Linked DNA regions of Mus musculus: region 2 is linked to region 1. The links are chromatin contacts, called in public Hi-C maps. All regions are on one chromosome and are shown on one strand. Each heading gives the region's core, a stretch centred on a gene start, on an enhancer-like site or on the middle of the called end of the contact. The rest is flanking DNA. Distances are from core to core; before and after follow the strand shown.

Region 1 (6,049 bases), core at 3,517-6,016:
GCAGAGATGCCAGGGGAAGTTCTCTGCTGTGCCTCTCTCAGTGAAGCGAAGATCAGCAAAGATGCGGGACCAGCGAAGCCTTGCAAAGCATTGCACGCAAGCCCCCATCACTGTTGTGTCCTGTTTATACTCCCTCCAAACATCACGTGTCCTGGTTTGGGTCTTGTCTCACCACACGAGTCTGTCATAGCAAAATTCCATGTGAGTCTGTAACAGCTGACATCACTCAGCCCGAGTCTGAAGAAGTGACAAGAAGTCGCCAGAGCACCACCAGGAGGTTTTTTTTTTTTTTTTTTTTTTTTGGTGCTCTTCTTTTTATGACATCATGACAAGCAGAGCTCAACAGTGCAATGTAAGATGAACCAATGCATGCGCGTCAGAAAAGTCCCTCATCACGAATCCTCTCATGTGTCTGCTTCAGCAAAACATCCTCTCACCTGTGTCTGCTTCAGTGAAACGTTCCTTCACATGTCTGCCCCATCAAAACACCATCGGACACAACTGATTTTCCAAAGAAACCAGAAGTTTCCACATGCTCATTACACTGAGATCCTTAGGGTGGGTCCTAGACTCACACAATTGGTCTTTATAAAAAGGGGAAGTTTGGCCACAGAGATTGGCAGAATAAATGCCTGGAGAACATTGGAGGCACAGGCTGGGGTGGGGCTTGCACAAAACCAGGGCCAAAAAGACCTCTATTGAAGATTCCAGGCACTAGAGAAAGAAGTGTAGAACTGACTTTCCTTCACAGCCTTCGGGAAGCATCAGCCAGAAGGGAGCCTGCATCTTAGATGTTCAAGTTGCCAGGCAATAGATTAGTGTTGCTCATATCACTCCATTCACCTCTGCTTACAGAACTTCTAACAGATATGTGTCTCAATGAAGTTCTCATGCCTCCTAGGAGTACACGTGCATGTTAGCATGCCCTGCTTCCTTCCTTCCTTCCTTCCTTCCTTCCTTCCTTCCTTCCCTTCCTTCCTTTCTTCTTTCCTTTTCTTCCTTTTCTTCCTTTCTTATTTCCCTCCCTCCCTCCCTCACTCCATCTTTCTCTCTCTCTCTCTTTCTTTCTTTCTTTCTTTCTTTCTTTCTTTCTTTCTTTCTTTCTTTCTTTCTTTCTTTCTTTCCTCCTTATGGGTTCTGGAGATCCAACTCAGGTCTTCTTGCTTGCAGGGCAAGTATACTTGACGTTCCTGAGTAATGATGTGGCTTCAGAGTTCAAGTGAAACATGAATTGAAATAAAACATGATTTGAGGGTTGGGAGGCTGGAGAGATGGTTTAGCAGTTAAGAGCATTGGCTGCTTTTTTAGAGGACCAGGGTTCAATTGCCAGCACACACATGACAATTCACAAGTGTCTGTAATTCTAGTTCCAGGGGATCTGACACTCTCAAACAGACACACACGCAGGCAAAGCACCAGTGTTCATAAAAATAAGAATAAATACCCTCGGTTATCATTCCCCAGGTGCTACCCTTTTTCTTTCTTTCTTTCTTTCTTTCTTTCTTTCTTTCTTTCTTTCTTTCTTTCTTCCTTCCTTCCTTCCTTCCTTCCTTCCTTCCCTCCTTCTTCTTCTTCTTCTTCTTCTTCTTCTTCTTCTTCTCTTCTTCTTCTTCTTCTTCTTCTTCTTCTTCCTTTTTTTTTTTTTGAGACAAGGTCTCTAACTAGCCTGAAACTCACCAAATGGGCTAGGCTGGCCAAATAGGCAAACCCTAGCCATTCAGGTGTCTCTGCCTCCCCAGTGCTGAGATTAAAACCATGTACCTAAACCTAGGTGCTAGGACTCTAACTCATGTCTTCTTGTGCTTGCTTGACAAATACTACACTCATGGAACTTCCTAAATCCCCACTTTAAGACAAGGCCTTGCACTGAAGTATTTAGTCTTTTGAATAGCAGGATTACAGGCATGTATCACTATATCTAGTAGGGTCCCTGAAACCTAAAAGCACACAGCCTAATGGAGGAAGAGACTGGTGAGGGATGGGACTCTGTTTCTCTCTCTCTCTCTTGTTTTTCTCTCTCTCTCTGTTTCTCTCTCCCTCCACCCCCCCCCTCTCTCTCTCTCTCACACACACACACACACACACACACACACACACACCACAGCAATCCTGAGGTTGACAGCTGTATAAAGCTGTATAAAGCTACAGCTAGTGCTGCTCAGGGAAGGGTTTATTTATTTGGGAGGGCCCTGAGAAACTTGCCCAGGTCGAAAGGATCTGAATTAGGAATTGAAGTGGTCTAATGTCTAATACTCCTCTATAATTAAAAAAACGAATGCCCCCCAAACCCTCCAAAGGTCACTAACGTGGAGGCGAATCTAGAGACATCTCTGTCTGCATCAGCGCGCAGCCACATTATTAGAAGAAATAACTGCTCACCACATACTCAATTTACTAAGCTCCAAGGAGCTGGAACTGGCTGATATTTCAGAGCCAGGTTGGCAACGTGATTACAGGTACTTTTAAAGCCCCCAGTCCACACATTCTCAATAATTTACATTGCACTGTAAATGGAAGTTGATCCTTGGAGGTGGGGTTGTTGTTGTGCCAAGGAAGTAATTTATGTTGCCCTGAGCTGGAGCTCTCAGTATAAGAAACAGCATTTGCAGGATGGGCAGGTACCACACTCTGTGCAGAGCATTTCCTGTGCCGAAGCAGCTATGGTAGTGAAGGCAGTAGAAACTCAACCCCTGCCTTGAAGCCTAAGACACTGAGCCACTTTCTGACGCCTCTTTCTATCTCGTTACTCTGTTAAAAGCCATCTACACTTGCTGATCTGTTGAAGAGCACAGAAATGAGAGTCTTAACTGTTGTGTTTTATAAAACATAATATAATGCGGCAGGGGCGAGAGGGACAGTCTCGTTGGGCCCGGAGGTGTTCCCCAGAGGAATCACCACCATGTGACGGGCCAAGTGCGAACGGGAAGGGGACCTGGGAAAGGAGGGGGACAAAGAAGGACAAAGAGGGAGGAGAGAGGAAGAGGATGGCCATGAACTTGTGGGGAAGAGAGAGATGGAGAGAGGGAAAAGGGGGAGAGAGAAGAGGGGCGAGAAAGGGAGGGGGAAGAGGGGGAAGGGAAGGGGGAAGGGGAGGGGGAGGGGAGAGTTTGGCTATTAGTACCAAGCAAGCAGCTGCGCAAGCTGTTGCTAGGTAGCTGTTGGGTGGAGCCTAGAGGAATTGCCAAAACTAACCAGGGAGATCCAGACCGTTTTGAAATTGCAGCTCTATTTACTAAACCATCAGGTTGCCTGGGTGACAGGGCGATAAAATAGAGGACACACTGGGGACATGGATGCACTCCATGTAGGTTCACCCTTTGCTTGTTTCAAATTCAAACCTAACTGGGTCTTTGTCTCTGTTTGTTAAACACATCACCAGTAAACTCTACCACATGGCCAGTAAAATGACAGCCTACGGTAGAAAGCTCTGAGCCCAAATCTCTGCCAACAAGTAATAGTATGAGGGTGGGGGGATGTAGCTCAGTGGTGGAATGCCTGCCCAATATGTGTAAAGCCCTGGGTTCTGTCCCCAGCACCAGTGAATCAAGCCCGGTGGCACACACCTCTAATCCCAGCACTCAGGAGGTAGAGGCAGGAAGATTACAAGTTTAGGGTCGTTCTCTGCTACACAAGTTGGAAGCCAGCTTTGGCCATGTAAGACTCTATGTCTCCTCCTCTTCCTCCCCTCCCCTCCTCTCCCCATTCCCCCCTCTTCTATCTCCTCCCCTTCCCTCCCCCTCCACTTCCTTCCTGTCTCTGTCTCTATGTCTTTCTTTCTCTGTCTCCCTGTCTGTTTCTGTCTCTCTGTGTCTCTGTCTCCTTCTCTCTCCCTTCACACACATGACTGCGCAGAGTTAGATCCATGCCCAGCTGGCATGTGTCTCTGTGCTGCAGCCCCAGCCCCAGCATGCACGAGGCCCTGTGATCACCCCAACGCTGTGGTCCTTCTTCATATGCCCTTTAAAAGGTGACTTGCACCAGGATGCTCCTGTGTGGGGGTGATTTCCTCTGTACTTGATTATGTGACCTTTGGTGTGTCTGAGCATTTATCCTGGGCTCTCATTCTTGTATCTAAAGCAAACAAAGATGTCACTGGGCCCTCTTGTTATATGTTGGCACAGTACCAGACAGGGACAAACCATTTGTTGTTTGAAGCAAAGGAAAAACCAGTCACATCAAGCCTGTCTTTACTTAAAAAATTTAAAAAAAACCAAAAAGCAGAATTTGTGTGTATGTATAAATTAATTTTGATTTTCTAAAAGACTGTGTTTAAAAAATCTTGCCAGTTTGGCTTGTTTGACTTTTTTTTCCCCCTGAGAAAGTACTTTACTTTTTATAAACCTCTACTGTGGTCTTCAGTGACTATTAAAAATGTAAGTCTTACATTATTGATGTTTAAATTTAATGCTGTTAAATGTTACTAACTCTCTTCCTTGCAGAGTCCCATTAGAAACAATAACAAGACGTGGCTTACTTTGTCCCAAGAACTGAGGCACACGTTATTAAGAGTTAGATGTTATTGAATCCCTACATTTCTCCATGCTTCTAACCCCCCAAACAACTCCCCCAAGAGCACAGCGAGTAATCAGAAGTGTTGGGGGTTAGAAATTAGAAACTGGGCTTTCGTTAGGTTTGTTTCCTTCTCCCTGTAACCTACAGCACCTTGTTCATACAATATTGAGAATCCCGAATCCAGGGCAGCTAGGAGTGCCTGCCTGCAGTAAACCGGGACGGCCCCTAGGTGTCCTTCTTAACCAATATTGTACGCTCTGAAAGTCCAGACCCAGCCCAACGATTAGAAGAAACCTGGTCCTAGTTAGTCTAGAAGGTTCTGTCCAGATGAAGGGCTTATGCACTGAGCCGGGGCACCTCTCCGTGCCCGGGAAAGGCAGGAAGGACATTATCTGCGTGTGACACCTCACTGCACAGACTTCTCACTCGGAACTGTCCCAGCTGCCCTTGCACAGAGGAGGGTTTGCCTAATGTTAGGTCTCAAAGAAACCCAGGGCAATTGGCTACCTGAGGTGCCTATTAACATATCAAAGCTGACTCTGGCTACCTCTCAGTAGCCTGTGGCTTCTCCCTGAACTTCTCGCCCCTCCCCCTCTCCTTCCCCTAAACCTCTGTAGCCCGCGGATTGGGCTTTCCTTCCCCCAGCCTCTGATCGCTATATAACTCAGCCATTTTAGTTACATGCCCTCTTAGTATCTTGGTTCCTCTCTTGGATCGCTTGCCACTCCTTTCCTCTCTCGCCTCCCATCCCCGACCGTGGCCCAGTTCAGTCTGGACCCTTCCAGATGCCTTTGGCTGTCCTCTCCCTCACACCTACAACAAAACCTTCTCTCCTCAGCCAAACCCTAGGAGTGGTCTTGGCCTCATTTTCCAGTCGCCTAGGAATCTCAGGTCTACAGGACACACTTCCCATACTGAATGGTTTTGTTCTCAGCTCTGTCTAAAATTTTCCCAGGATGCCTGAGAGATAAATTCTTAAAAAAAAAAAAAAAAATTGGCACTTAGAACTCTTTTCCAAATTTAACTGCCTGCCCTCTTGTTTTTTTTTTCCCCCCTCTCTCTAAATCTTTTGCTTGTTTGCTTTCTTATGTGTGCAGAAAAGGCAGTGACTTGTCTTGGAGCCAACAGCATGACCTGACGCAGCATGAGTTAGGGAGGTGCCAGGGTGTCTGATTTAAGGTGGTACTCACTCTTGAATACTCACAGGTATAATTTGCCCTGACCTTGCCGGACAGCTGAGGGGGGAGGAGGAGGTGGAAAACACCCATTCAGGTCTCTAGTGTAGCCTACCTGTCCGTGCACTCTGAACGGAAGGAACTCACACTTCACAAAGGCTGTCTCTGGAACCCCGCCTTAAGTGCCTCTAACTACACACCGGGCACAAGACTAACATCCAAGAGCTTTGGGCTGGGATTAACTGTGGTGGCCTTGCTGTGAGGATTAAATGAGGGGGGAAAATTCTAGGAGCTGGGGGCAGGAATCAACCCTCAGCTGGGATGTTTATTTCAGTACTGTTATTTGAGTGGCTAAATGAATG
Region 2 (6,111 bases), core at 2,580-5,079, 300 kb after region 1:
GCAGGGGACAGAAAACCCCCCTTCACATGAACACTTGTGCGCGCGTGCGCGCACACACACACACACACACACACACACACACACACACACACATACACACACACACAGAGACACAGTTTATGTATGGCCAGTCCAGAGCAGTCCCATGTGACTAAACCTGCCTGTAGTAGCTACGTTTTATGGGTTAAAAAGGAATTTCAAACCGAGTTCAGAGAAGGAAGCCAACTTAGATTTGGAAGCAGTGTTTAAAAGGTGGCTCCAAATTCTGGCGCTCTCACATCTTCACTGGAGGCCTTGAGGGAGTTTCTTTCACTGCCCAGTCTGTCAGTGTCCATGGTGGGCGGTGGGATTAACAGAGGTGCCCAACATACAGATGGCTGTGGGCATACAAAGCTGCTATATAGAAAGAACCTGAGTCAGATTGGTGGCTTCTATGGTGGCTGTATCCTATTGCTCTACCAAAGGGGCAGCAGATAGGGCAAAACACACCTGTGCCTACATTATTGACCCAACTGGGAATTGCTCTCAAGGAAAAATTTCAAGGCTGCTTACCAAAATAATGAAAGATTAATTTCCATCATGTCACAGTAGAATTTTACCTAGTCAAAAGAAAAGTTTCCTGTTTCATTGAGTACACTGTAGCTCTGTCCTGAGGCTCAGAGATCACAGCAGAGGAGGGAGCAGAAAGAGTTTAAGAGCCAGAGGCATCTGATGACTATGAGAAGAGAGTGTGTTCCAGATACAACAGGGCTAGTACACACATGACTGCACGTGACTGTGACTACAAGGGCAGGATCAGTGCAAGCTCAGGTCAAATCCCAGCACAGAGAGGGGAGGTGGGTACAAAGCTCACTCCTGGACATAGAGCTAATGGCAATCGTTAGCTGCTGGGAGGAAAGACAGTTTTCTCTAAGCGTGCATGCAGTCCCCGGTAAGTGGACCACACTCAAGTGGAAGACTACACCACCAAGAATATTTGGATAGCACAAACTGGTAATGATATATTCTTAAAGGACACAGGCTACCCAAGTAAGGCAGGGAACTGGGGGTTATCATAGATGAGTTGGGAGGGTGAGGGGCGAATATGATCAAATAGCATTGTACAAAACTCTCAAAGAACTAGTAGAAAAATTTAAGGGATCAGATGGTTACAGTTTTACTCAGAGCTTCAATCTACCTTTGAACTTTTACGTCTTCAGGGATAGTGGGACAACCACTTCACACGTGGATTTAAGCATTTGTGAAATAAACCTGACAGCCAAGCCAGAAGAAGTCCCTGCATGGAGAGTGGAGGTAGGCATGAAGTCCCGCCTCCAGCAGAGGAGCTATTGGTGATTGACAGTTGCTGGGAAAGAGAGAGAGAGAGAGAGAGAGAGAGAGAGAGAGAGAGAGAGCCAATTTTAAGAGCATAGCCACTGGCAAGTGGACCATGTTCCAGAGGAAGGCGGTGAATTGGAGAACATTTGAATGGCAGAGATAGGCCCACATGGGTTTAAGGAGTGTGGCCTAAGGTTGGGTGGATAGGGAAGTGGGGTGGATTTGAGAGGAGTTGGGGAGTATGAATATATCCAAAACACATCATTATATCCTCAAGGAACTATATAAATATTCCGAAGACACATAAAAAGTGACTCATACTTTTTGTTTATAGCCAGTACACAAAGTAGAAGAACTATGTTCAAGACAGCTTGTTCAGGAGTGACTCTTGAAGCCTGACAGCTAAACATTATTTGGCAGAAATTAAATGCAGTCCAAGAGGATAAGGAAGCAAGACCATGGCTTCTGACCCTGGCTGAACAGAGCAGCTTGCTTCAAGTGTTCAAGTAGGAGAAAGGATATTTATGTGAGAAGTTGGCTTCCCAGGACTCCATACTTTCTGTTTCAGTGTAGTAAGTGGAGGAACACAGTCATTCATGAAGATCTGTATTCCCTTCAAGACTCGGGGCTTTAAAAAAAAAAAGGACCATATATTATAGACTCCTTTTTCTCACTGTTCTAAGTAATCTTTGGTTGTTTCCCAGAACTTGGGTCTGGTCTATGACTCCCCAGATTTCTTCTCTCTCCTGGATTAAAATAGTCATGAGCAGACTGTAAACATGGGCTGTTCCTGGCTTTGCAGAGCCATTATCATATCCGTATACCTCTGTTTTGGCTTTGTGTTTTGCTTAGTACTGGGGTGGGTACCCAGGGCCTTGTGCATTTAAGGTAGGGACCCTTCTACTAAGCCCTAGCCCTTACTCATACTTTCAAGTAAGGGCTGATAGAGGACACACCAGGGTAACTAAGACAAACGTATAAAGGCCCCTCCAACTGCAGCTCTGTGTGTAGGAGTGAAAAGTTAGGAAGACTCTAAATGCCCATCAGGACGTGATACAGCATGACTTTTAATATCTATTTGCAAAAATAAGAACACAATATGAGTGTTCTACAGAACTGAAAGACACACATATACTTACACATACACATATGCATAGACTACCACACACACATACATTATCTGAGAACTTAAAATCCATACTCACTTCCTGAGAGAGAATCTCAGTGGCAGAGGCTAAAGGGAGGTAAATTTTCTACTAAGTAAACAGATAGCTCATTGTATATGTATGTACCTCACTCATCTTCTAAAAAATTAAGCCAAAATCATGGCTAGTATGTAATTCATTTTGTCTGTGGATATTAAAAAATAGACCTTTAACATGCTAAACAATCTCTCTCTCTTTCTCTTTCTCTCTCTCTCTCTCTCTCTCTCTCTCTCTCTCTCTCTCTCTCACACACACACACACACACGCACGCACGCACGCGCACACACACACACACACACACGCACGCACGCACACGCACATGCATACACAGCACTTATGCTTTTCTGTTCTCAGTGTCTTTACAAGGCTGATGTCTATACTGGAGTCTCCCAGAGGATGGACAACAAGGGATCCATTGTCAGTAAATGTAACCAAAGTTTCTCAAGTGTCCCAATCAGTGACCTTTCTTCTGCTGCGGGATGTTTGCTTTGATGCTACCTTGCAAAGCAAGGGGACGACCTGCAGCATTTGTCTTATAGGGTGTGGTCACTACAGCGCACACTCTTCCCAGCTCAGACACCAGTGTACAGCAGCAAAATCACCTTCTTTTACTCTTAGAAAAGAGTGCATTTTAAGTATCTTGATTAGAAGTGTATTTACTCATCTGTCACTCAACTGTGTCTCAACTTTCTCATCGTTAAAATGGGCCTGATAGCATCTATGATGAGGTTCAAGAGTTAAAACTAGATGTCCTAGGGCCAGGGGACAGCTGTTGGGAAAGTACTTGTTTTGTAAGTATCGGGACCTGAGTTTGAGCCCTGGGACCCACATTAAAAAAAAAAAAAAAAAAAAAAAAGACAGATGTGGGAGTTCATACTTGTAATTCTTATGCTGGGGCAGTACAAACAAGCAGGTCTCTGGGACTCAGCTGGCCTAGTTGGTAATTTTCCAAGCTAGTGGGGGACCCTATCTACACAGGTGCATACACACACACCCCTCTCCCCCTCACAAAACCCAAACGAACAAGACACTGGATTCAGTCTATCACATGTGTCTTGAAGGTCAAGCCCAAGATGCTGATGTTCCCAAGATGAAGCAAAGATCAGTACTGAGGGCACCCGGAGCCAGGTGGAGCAATTGTGGGTTGCATGTCAGTCAGACCTGTTTGTCTGAGGCCAGAAAGGCCTGTAGAGGAAGAGTAGAGGTCAGGGGCAAGGAGACACAGAGGCCATCCTGGTCGCCATGGCCCCGGGAATGTTTTTCAGGCTTGGGAAAGATTCGAGCCAGCTGTCAAGGAGGCGGCTCTTATCTATGGCTCATTGGTTGCTGCAGAGACCACGCTATTTGTAAACACTGCAGGACTCCCAGGGACTGCTCCTTGGATTTGGTGTTCATCCACCAGCTGCCTTCCCCGCAGGATCCTCTCATGTAATAAAGAAAAAGTGTGAGGAGACTGTACCCAGGAGGCTCCCACAAGAGCATCACAGCTATGTCAGATTAAAAAACCCGCAGCATGTGGAAAAGAACTTTACCCTCATCTACAAATTTCCTGAGGTGCGAAAAAGCCAGTTCAACCATAACATATCTGCAGATACATTGATTGGGAGCCTAATGATACTTAGTGTGTCCTCTGTGGGTCAGAATCGCGCTGTCATAAGAAGCGATTTTTGTGGGTACTAACCCAGCTTGGGGAGGCTGATAGTGGAAACATGCCTTAAATAAAACAAAAAAGGTGACACAGGGCATGTTGACACAGGACACTGATCCCAACACTCAGGAGTTAGAGGCCGATGAATCTCTTTTGAGTTCCAGGTTAGCTTGCTCTACATAGTCCTGTTTACAGGCCAGACAGAGCTAGTGAGACTGTCAGAGAGAGAGAGAGAGAGAGAGAGAGAGAGAGAGAGACAGAGACAGAGACAGAGACAGAGACAGAGACAGAGACAGAGTCAGAGATGATCAGAGAGACAGACAGACAAAAAGAGAGACAGAGAGACAGACAGAGAGACGAAGATAGAAGTCTCTTGACTTCTTAGAATCCTCTGAACATTTTCACTAACCCTAACTACAAGTCTTTACTGAAAATAGAGGTCTGCACACATGCTTATCCTATTTCTTTCTGTTAGACATGTTACTGTCCACCACAGCTTATGGCATCCCAAACTCCTGAGAGGTGGTGATTCAGAAGTTTTCTATCGCAAACATCTCCAGGCATGGGGAGGGACACAACATTTTGTAATTCACTGGCTGTGCAGCAGTGACTCTTCAGATGACAATGGTGATAAAGATTAGATGAAGCACACTTTGTATTCAGGAGCTGAGCAACTGGGCTCATGATCTTTGGCCTACTATTTCAAAGCCCGGGATTGCATCTGAAGGAACTAAAGTCGACGCGTGCGAAGATTAACTCGTTAAAGGTGCTTTATCTTGGGAGCTACGCAAACATCCATCATTACTTAAGGAATAAGCAGCATGAGGTCAGAGGCGGGGATGCAGCTGAGTTGGTGGAGAGTTTCCCTAGCCTTCATGAAGCCCTAGGTTCAGTCCTCAGCACTGTAAATGGGAATTAGTAGTCAAGTCCCAGAGCCCTGGGGAGGTAGAAGCCGGAGGATTAGAAGTTCAAGGGAATATTCAGCTATAGAGAGAGTTTGAGGCCAGCCTGGGCTAGAGATCTTGGCAATAGATAGATAGATAGATAGATAGATAGATAGATAGATAGATAGATAGATAGATAGATAGATAGAGTGGCTGATCTATAATATGGGATGCTCAGCAATAAATTCTGAGTGCCCAGAATGGGTGAACCCCTTATTTTTTGTAATAGTAAATGAAGTAGGACAGATACAGAGGCCCACACACTGTAGGATCCAACTAACCTGACAAACCCAGAAAGGAGAGACCCAGAGTGCAGACTGAAGACTGACTGGATCTGGCATGGGTGGGGATAGGACCAACTATGATGGTTACAGGTTTCTTTTGTAACAAAAGAAAAACGTTCTAGCATCAGGTGATGACTGTTAACATTGCTTAGAACACACTAAAGATTGTTGAACTATACACTTTATATGGGTCAATCTTATGATCTATAAATTTTATCTCAAGAAACCTGCTATAAAAATCATTCATCTCATTGTTGGCTTAAATGGGGGAAAAGCCTTAAACAGCCAAAATAGAGTTGGGCAAGGTGCTGTGAGCCTCATCTCATTTTGCAGATGAGGGCAGTAAATTTGGAATAGGGCACTTACTTTACCCCAGGACACAAAAGGGGACAGCTGCTCACAGCAACTTTTGTCTCCTTAGCTGGTGGTCTGAAAAGTGGGAAGTGGTCACCCTGTGAGAGCTAGGCATTGTGGGAGTAGAGAACCCTCCAACTCCCATTTCTGTAATGGATTTCAGACTTTTAAAACTTCTGTTGGAGGTGTTTCATACTCTCTCTCCCCCCCTCTCTCCCCCCCCTTCTCTCATTTTCTGCTAGCTTCTTGTAAGGCACTATTCTAAGGGCTCTACATACAAACATTTAATTCTCACAACAACCCTCTGAAAAGGCTAAGAAAGAGTCTTTGGTCTTACAAATTATCCCAATACTTTCACT

Evidence for each region. A called contact is a pair of places that touch in the nucleus more often than the background predicts.
Region 2: a contact with region 1 is called in a Hi-C map of uterus. The contact joins two enhancer-like sites. A contact is called at or near these places in 3 of 39 promoter capture datasets (the C10 cell line, cranial neural crest and hippocampal neurons), 1 of 484 Hi-C or Micro-C datasets (uterus) and 1 of 115 datasets of contacts at active chromatin or transcription factors (embryonic stem cells).

What each region holds. Positions count from the first base shown.
Region 1 is chr6:97,273,360-97,279,408 of GRCm38.p6, forward strand. No RefSeq gene overlaps it. Among named protein-coding and RNA genes, the nearest start is that of Gm32191, 23 kb to the left of the region's middle. Within about 2 kb of position 4,767, at least 246 of the 459 cell types and tissues checked have an H3K27ac peak or open chromatin away from gene starts, as enhancers often do. A contact at or near this core is called in uterus, where this site is marked.
Region 2 is chr6:97,579,117-97,585,227 of GRCm38.p6, forward strand. It overlaps LOC115486428 (a long non-coding RNA gene), which reads left to right and starts at 179. Exons shown (of 2, transcript XR_001785333.2): 1 at 179-1,293. It also overlaps a transcript of Frmd4b not described here. Within about 2 kb of position 3,830, at least 19 of the 459 cell types and tissues checked have an H3K27ac peak or open chromatin away from gene starts, as enhancers often do. A contact at or near this core is called in uterus, where this site is marked.